Regions from separate parts of the Podarcis muralis genome. Here region 2 is linked to region 1. The links are chromatin contacts, called in public Hi-C maps. All regions are on one chromosome and are shown on one strand. The core of a region is the stretch at or near the end of the contact, and the rest is flanking DNA. Distances in the headings are between cores, read along the strand shown.

Region 1 (3,987 bases), core at 256-2,755:
GGGCTGATGGGAACTACAATACAAGAATATCTGGAGGGAGTGTTTCCCTGTGTCTAGTGTGAATAAACAATGTTAAACATTACTTGGTGACAAATAACAGTTCAGGGACTTTAGATGCAGGAGGAATGGCCCCAAAGTAGGTGGGGAAAGTTTAGGGGGAAAATGGGGAGTGGGTTGAGAAGAATGAAGTGTGTGTGTATGATACCCGGAGGTCTCGGTGGTTTACAGAACAAAATTAAAATATAAAACCACAATATATATATAATAATGATTTTTTAAAAACCAATACCCCCCCCCAAAAGAACCACATTTTAAAAGGGCATAGGATGTCAATCAAATCAACCAAATGCCTGGTTAAAAAGTGTCGTTAATCCTAAATATTTTTACAAAAATAGAGCTTAAAAACCAAAACAAATACTGCTTTCTCAAAGAGAATGCTAGAAACTCACCACCACAGATCTAGGCATCGCTGGCTTGAAAACAGAGCAGAAATCCAATAGCCTTTTTTCATAGTATTTACAAATGGTCAACTCTTCGTGCGGCTCAAGAAGAAACGGGTCAGTCTGTTGAACCTTGTGGGAGAACAAAAATTATCTTAACTCTAATCCAGTGGTTCCCAACCTTTTTTGGGCCATGCCCCACCTAAGCATCTCTCAAATCCTGATTGCCACCCTGCCCCCGTGACATATAATTCCTATTATTCAAAAAGTGAACTCCTATTCAGAGGAGGAAGCCTAAAAGGCCATTAACTGTTAATACCTCATTCTTGATTGCCCCCATAAAAATCAAATTTCCCCCCATGGGTCGTGTGCCCCACGTTGGAAACCACGGCTCTAATCAGAGCCGCCGCCACCAACATACAAAGGTTACAAGTTGTAGTCAGAATTAAAGAACCTTTTAATGAGGGTGAAAGAGAAGAGCGCAAAATATGGTCTGAAGCTCAACATCAAAAAAAAACCCGGAGATCATGGCCAGTGGGCCCATCACCTCCTGGCAAATAGAAGGGGAAGAAATGGAGGCAGTGAGAGATTTTACTTTCTTGGGCTCCATGATCACTGCAGATGGTGACAGCAGCCACAAAATTAAAAGACGCCTGCTTCTTGGGAGAAAGGCAATGACAAAAGCATCTTTAAAAGCAGGGTCACGAAGCGTCGGACATGACTAAACAACAACAAAATAACAAATACAAATCACACGCAGGAGGACTCGGCGTTTGGGCAGCCCGCGCCCTACCTTCCTATTGGCTACAGCTTTGCACCGGAACTTGCGGTTGGCGTCGGCCCGGCGCCGGACCAGCTCCTCTTCGCTGCGGAAGGTCCAGCGCCGCCGCTGCGTGCTGCTGTGGTACATGGCCGCGGCAAGGACACCGCACCCGACTGAGCCCAGGCGCCCGACTAAGCGCCGCTGAGGTAGCGACAGACGGCCGCTTCCCGCTTCCTCCGTCGGCGCCGCCGCCGCGAAACTCCCTTCCGTGATACTCCCGGCGTGCCCCGCGCCAAGGCCACCTCCGCGGCTTTTTCCCGGCATGCGCCTCTCCCTCAGAAGCGTCGGAAAGCGCTTTTTGCCCAAAGGGGTACGAGAAACTCTTGCCTCCACACTTCCGGAACCGCCATGTGCGGGGCAGGAGCGCACAAAAGAAACCCAACTTGATTTAAAACTGGGTGGCCGGGTAACTCGGGCCGTGTCTCGAAGGTTTGAAACAAGTGGATTCGAACAATTCGAACTTCAAGTCCTCTCGATTTCTGAACGTTGAGTGAACAGGCTCCTACTGTTTCTCCCATTGAAATAAATAGCTGCAACAGGCAGTGCATTCCTTGGAAGCCAAATCTGCTGTCCGAGGCGGTTGCCTCACTTTGGCTTGTCTCCAAGGGCGGGCCAGCCCTGATGGCTACATTCAGTTGAGTCCCATTACTGAGTGGCTAGTTGTTCTTAATTCTCGGGCGCAGAGCGGAGCAACGCCCCAATCGCGATAGTAAGCTGACATTTGCGCGCAGCCCCCCCCCCCCAATGGTGGCCCTTCCATTTCAGCTCTGCCATCGGCGAGGCAAGAACAAAGAGCAGCCGCTCTAAACACCTCGCCTCTGCTCCGCGCATCTTCTGTTTATTTACACCGACTTCCCAGCCCGTTCAGTTCGCAACCTGAGTATTTTGACAATTGCACCGGGTCTCTTGAGCCTCGCACTCTCCTGGGGGGGTGGTGCGTGCGCTTTACCAATAGGGGGAGGAATTATGGGAATTGTAGTTAATAAGAATGGCGAGTAGGCATTTGCTGCTGCGTCAACGACAAAGAATACCACAGAGATAGAAATGTAGAGTAACGCGCGCCGAGAACTTCCGGGTACACTCGAGAGCGGCTCATCATTTGGCCATGATTATGTGTGGGCGCAAAGCGGCGTTGCATCCCGCCTTTCGACAGTGGGGGGAAAGTAGGAGTGCCTTGTTGGAGTGCTAGTAGCGGGAGCCAGAGGGAATTTAGACAGTGTGAAAGAGGCGTGGCTCTGGGGATGCTTAGTGGGGAGAGTAAGCCCCACGTAGATCTCCGTAGGGGTTACTTTTGAGTAAACCTGCAGAGGATTGGGCTGTAATCTCTCTCTCTGGAAGGCGAGGAAAAGAACCTTCTTCCTCCTCTTTTCTCTTAGCAATTCGATCCTTGTTCGCACAGCAAAGTAAGGCAAAGAAAGAGTTGCCAGTCTTGCCCACTCTCTTTTCCAAAGACAATAAATGTTAACGCTGATTTCTCTCTCTCTCTCTCTCTCTCTCTCTCTCTCTCTCTCTCTCACACACACACACACACACACGTTTTAACTTCGTGGCGCTGCACAGCTCATTTCTATGTGCTTAATCCGAAGCAAGCTCCATTAGGTTCAAAGAGGTTTGTTGTTGTTTAGTCGTGTACAACTCTTCGTGACCCCATGGACCAGAGCACGCCAGGCACTTCTGTCTTCCACTGCCTCCCGCAGTTTGGTCAGACTCATGCTGGTAGCTTCGAGAACACTGTCCAACCATCTCGTCCTCTGTCGTCCCCTTCTCCTTGTGCCCTCCATCTTTCCCAACATCAGGGTCTTTTCCAGGGAGTCTTCTCTTCTCATGAGATGGCCAAAGTATTGGAGCCTCAGCTTCAGGATCTGTCCCTCCAGTGAGCACCCAGGGCTGATTTCCTTAAGAATGGAGAGGTTTGATCTTCTTGCAGTCCATGGGACTTTCAAGTGTCTCCTCCAGCACCATCATTCAAAAGCATCCATTCTTCGGCGATCAGCCTTCTTTATGGTCCAGCTCTCACTTTCATACATCACTACTGGGAAAACCATAGCTTTAACTATACGGACCTTTGTCAGTTTACTCCCAGGTAATTAAATATATGTTTGCAGCTGTGGTTAACCCTCCTCCGACCCTTCAAACAGATGTTGCGGTGAGCAAACACGCTAGAATCCATGCCTTAAAAAAAATATGTTGTTCTTGTTACATCTCAAAGTGCAATAGGAGAACAGCTGCGCAGAATAGCGACAGTTCAGCAGGGACAAGTATGTACGCATAGCACAATCCTATGCACGTCTGCTCAGAGTCGGAAGTTCATTTCACTTTTAAATTGTATTGCCTTTCCATATTACTTTGCACAAGGCAGTTTGCAAGCTGAAGAAACAACAAAGATCGCACACCTTGTAACAGTCTGATCCAATGCAGAAATGTCATAATAGAAACATACTGTAACTTTAAAATGAACAATTTATATCAAATCAAGTAATATTCTGTAATCCATTAGAATATAATAGTACACAACAAAATTAAATATCAGCAAGCAATAATTAAAGATAAATTTACTATTAATAATTTCAATAAATAATTGCTAAACTATAATCAATAAAAATAACAGTAAGTCACAGTGCATAAAATAACACAATACAATGGGACTTGTATGAGATTGTATCTGTAAATGTGCTAATTCTATAGAAATAGGAAGTTTAAATAATAGAGGTTAACAGCCTGTTA
Region 2 (3,725 bases), core at 84-2,583, 170 kb before region 1:
GAGCTAATGCCATACTTTAACTACATGCTGTGCAAAGGTTTATTTTCTTTTGCCTGTCCTGCTTCTTCCAACCATCAGCTTTATTGGATGTCCACAAGCTCTACTATAATGAGAAGGGGACCAAACGTTTCTCTACCCATTTTCTCCACACTATTCGTAATTTTATACACCTATATCACGTCACCTTTTACCCAACTTTCCTCAAATGCTGCAACCTTTGCTGTTAGGCAAGTTGTTCCATTGCATTGATCATTTTGGTTGCCTTTTATCTGAACCTTTTCCAGCTCTGCAATATCCTTTCGAGGTGAGATGTACTCAGTATTCCAAGTGCAGTCACCGCATATGATATTGGCAGTTTTATAATCAGTTTCTTTCCTAGCATAGGATTTGCCTTTTTCACAGCTGCTGTACACTGGATCAGCATCTTCACTGAGCATATTTACTACAACCCCAAAGATGTTGCTTCTGGGAGGTTACCCCAGGAAGTCTTTGGGTATGTAGTGACCGACAAGTCTAATAAATGATTATACTGATGGTGATGTTTGTTTTCTTCCTTGGCCTCTATAGACAAGCGAGTTATAGAATGATTTGTGGGTGGGTGTTTTTTAAAAAACAAAACCCAACATTGTTGCTGTTATTACTGAGAACAATATGAATAATATGCATAGGTAAATGAGTTATTGAATTTAAAAACAGCATTGCTGTTATAACTGATAGTACCAATATGAATAGTATTCACGTGTCAAATGAAATGCACGCCGAGAACACGAGGAAATATATAACATGATGCCCCTTGCCTTTTATTTAAGTAGTTCATCGCGTTTTCCATGGCGTGCATGTCATTTGAAACGCGCGCGTGTTTGGAGGGGAATACGGTAAACCCATAAACAACGACGACACTTTTATTAACAATAGTATGCATCAGTCACAAGTTAAGCGCATCAAGGAGAAAGAGGCAGCTTCGCCCTGCAAGCGAAGAAGCACGTGGAGCTGCCAAGGGTCTCCGTGCTCGCCGCTCTCTCAGCGCCACGTGCCGGGCAGCATCTCTCCCACTCCAACCGGAGAGTTATCGCAGGGTGGCGGCGGGGTGGGGCGCTTGTTTTGCAGGCTTCCCGCCGCCCCCAGCCGCCTTTCAGCCTAAATAAAACGAACGGGACCCTTGACGCTTCTGCTCCCGTACACGGGGCGTGAGACCGCGAGGCTGCCGCCTCGCTCAGCCCTTCCCTCAGCGCAGCCCAGCCCGCGGGAACTACAACTCCCATGATGCTTCGAGGTTTCCTACCCGCTTCGGCCTCCGTGATTCCGCTTTTCCCATAAGGCACTGGGCCTGGTGACCCCCGCCAAGCCGCGAAGGTCGTGTCCAGGGAAGAGGCCGCCAGTTTCCGCTCAGGTTCCCTCCGCTGCCGGTTGTGCGTGCTCGTCCTCCCGGCGCCATGTTGGGTGTCAGCGTCCGCCGGTTCGCCACCTCGGCCATTCGCCGTTCGCATTATGAGGAGGGGCCTGGAAAGGTAAGACGGGGCAGGGGAGGTTAGGGGCTCCCCCCCCCCCCGCAATTTCCTCCTTGGGCCTGGCCGGGCCCAGGGGAGCTTCCTGGGAGGTATCTGCCCGCCATGCTGGGGTATTTGCGCCTCTTGGGGTCTCGGGGATGCTTCTTGGTTGGCGCTTGGGCTTGAGGAGGCTGGGGGGGGGGGTCCTTGAGGGAGGGGTGCTGATTCTCCTCCCTTCCATCCCAATCTCTCTAGCGAAGAGATTATTTTTCATTCGTTTTCTCGGAGGTCATATAGCAATCCGTTCCCCAGCCGTTGCTCTTCCACTAGGACCTTGCTTCGCCCTACAGCTACTTACAACAACACATTATTATTATTATTGGTATTATTTGTACCTCGCCCATTTGACTGAACCTAACCCTGAAGTACAGGGCGGGCGATTGACAGTGGCGACCTCCCCCGCCCCCCCCCCGAAAAAAAGGAAGAAAACTAAACAACTAAAGGGTGATCGCTTCAAAAAAAAAACAAACCAAAAGCTCAACAGTAACTACCCTCTAAAAAGAAAGATTAACAACTGAAAGGTGACACCCCCCCCCAAAAAAAGCTCAAAACTTTTGCTAACTTCCCTCTAAAAATCTGCACAACTGAAGGGCAATCTCCGCAAAACAAACAAAAAAAGCCCACCTTAATAAATACTGATTTCTTAATTTGGGGTTAAAAAATTTAGGAGTAATCCTATATGTGGGGGCGGAAATACAAGGAAATTTTTTCCCAGTAGGCAAAATGGCTCCATGTAGGCTATGGTCTGCAGCCTTCAGTGTATGAGGCAAATGCATTGTACAAAATGGGAGGTATGCTAGCATGGATCGAAAGCAGTGGTTCCCAGTCGGTGGTCCTCGGACCCCAGAGGGTCCGCGGTACCATTCACGTAACAAAAACTACAACAGGGATATCAAAAATTTCAAAAGTAGGGGGTCTGTGGCTTGGCTTTTGAAAAACGGGGTCTGCAGTACTTAGCTAATATGAAACCACTGGTCTAAAGGGCTACTTTAGGTGGGATTTCTGATAAAGTACCCTGGTTTCATACTGGAAATGTCTTGAAAATCTCATTGGTTTCAAAATAGCACTGCAGTTTATCACAGGGGAGAAGGCTATAGGTTGAGAAACTTCCAACAGAACGTACCACTGGTGCACCTTACTCATTAGATTGATCATAGAATTGAAGAGTTGAAAGGTACAGCAAAGTTCATTTTGCCCAACTCTCTCCCATGCAAGAATCATTTTCCTAACATGGAGCTCAAATCCACAACCCTGAGTCTCATGCTCTACCAACAGAGCTATCTCAACATTGTGGAGTTTTCATATTCGATCCCATCTATAGAAATTGAACTCAGTACATCGCTTTGTTGGCTTTAAGCATTGACATAGTACAATATTCTTGCCAATGCAACATGATTCTCTCTCCTTGGCTGCTAAGTTTCCAGTGGTACAAATGATGAGAACATAACAGTATGAATAATGATGATACTGTAAACGCTTTCTGATGTACCTAGTCCTCTTTGTGAATTCCGTTAAAGAAGAAGTTGCCAGAAGATCATTTGGGAGGGAAGCAAAATGGTGATATTGCAATAATGCCATGAAAATACAATTAGATCATGATCTTAATCTCACCTATGATTAATCACTGTTTACGCCTTTATACTCTTTTAAGAGTCAAGCAGATGAATACCCTGATCGAAGCCTGGCTCAAATTGTACATGAAGTCTTCCCATATGCAGAGCAAAAATCTGTCTTGGTACCAACACTGCCACATTTTAAAAATATGGCTGAATGCACATTGAGTACAGTTAAATGATAATGATTGGGATCAGAGCAATTAAGTCTTTAATTTCCTTCACTTTTTCTAGGACTTGGCTAAATTAGCTTTTGCACTTATTAATAACTTGGTACCACCACTATAAAAGAACTTCAAAATTCTTGTCTCTCCAGAACCTCCCTTTTTCTGTGGAAAACAAATGGCGATTATTGGCAATGATGGCAGCCTTCTTTGGAAGTGGATTTGCTGCTCCTTTTATTGTAGTAAGGCACCAGCTGCTCAAGAAGTGAACATACAATAATGGGTAATTGCTGCTATTTGTCTTAAATCTCTCTTAAGTTTGTTATTGTGTGCCAGTGGATTGTAACAGAACTATACATACACTCTGAATTTATTTTTGTTTTAATACTAAATGTTTGATT

The links. A called contact is a pair of places that touch in the nucleus more often than the background predicts.
Region 2: a Hi-C map of blood shows a contact between it and region 1, with 6 times the contacts expected there. The contact joins the promoter of COX7C here to the promoter of CCNH in region 1. A contact is called at or near these places in 2 of 3 Hi-C or Micro-C datasets (blood and tail).

The regions. Positions count from the first base shown.
Region 1 is chr11:33,585,302-33,589,288 of rPodMur119.hap1.1, reverse strand. CCNH (cyclin H) reads right to left here and starts at 1,505. Exons shown (of 9, transcript XM_028749318.2): 1 at 1,234-1,505; 2 at 450-572. The coding sequence starts at 1,350.
Region 2 is chr11:33,759,528-33,763,252 of rPodMur119.hap1.1, reverse strand. It overlaps COX7C (cytochrome c oxidase subunit 7C), which reads left to right and starts at 1,333. Exons shown (of 3, transcript XM_028749153.2): 1 at 1,333-1,508; 2 at 3,477-3,607. The coding sequence starts at 1,434. The coding sequence ends at 3,593. LOC114606945 (small nucleolar RNA Z39) reads left to right here and starts at 2,974; the gene lies at 2,974-3,035.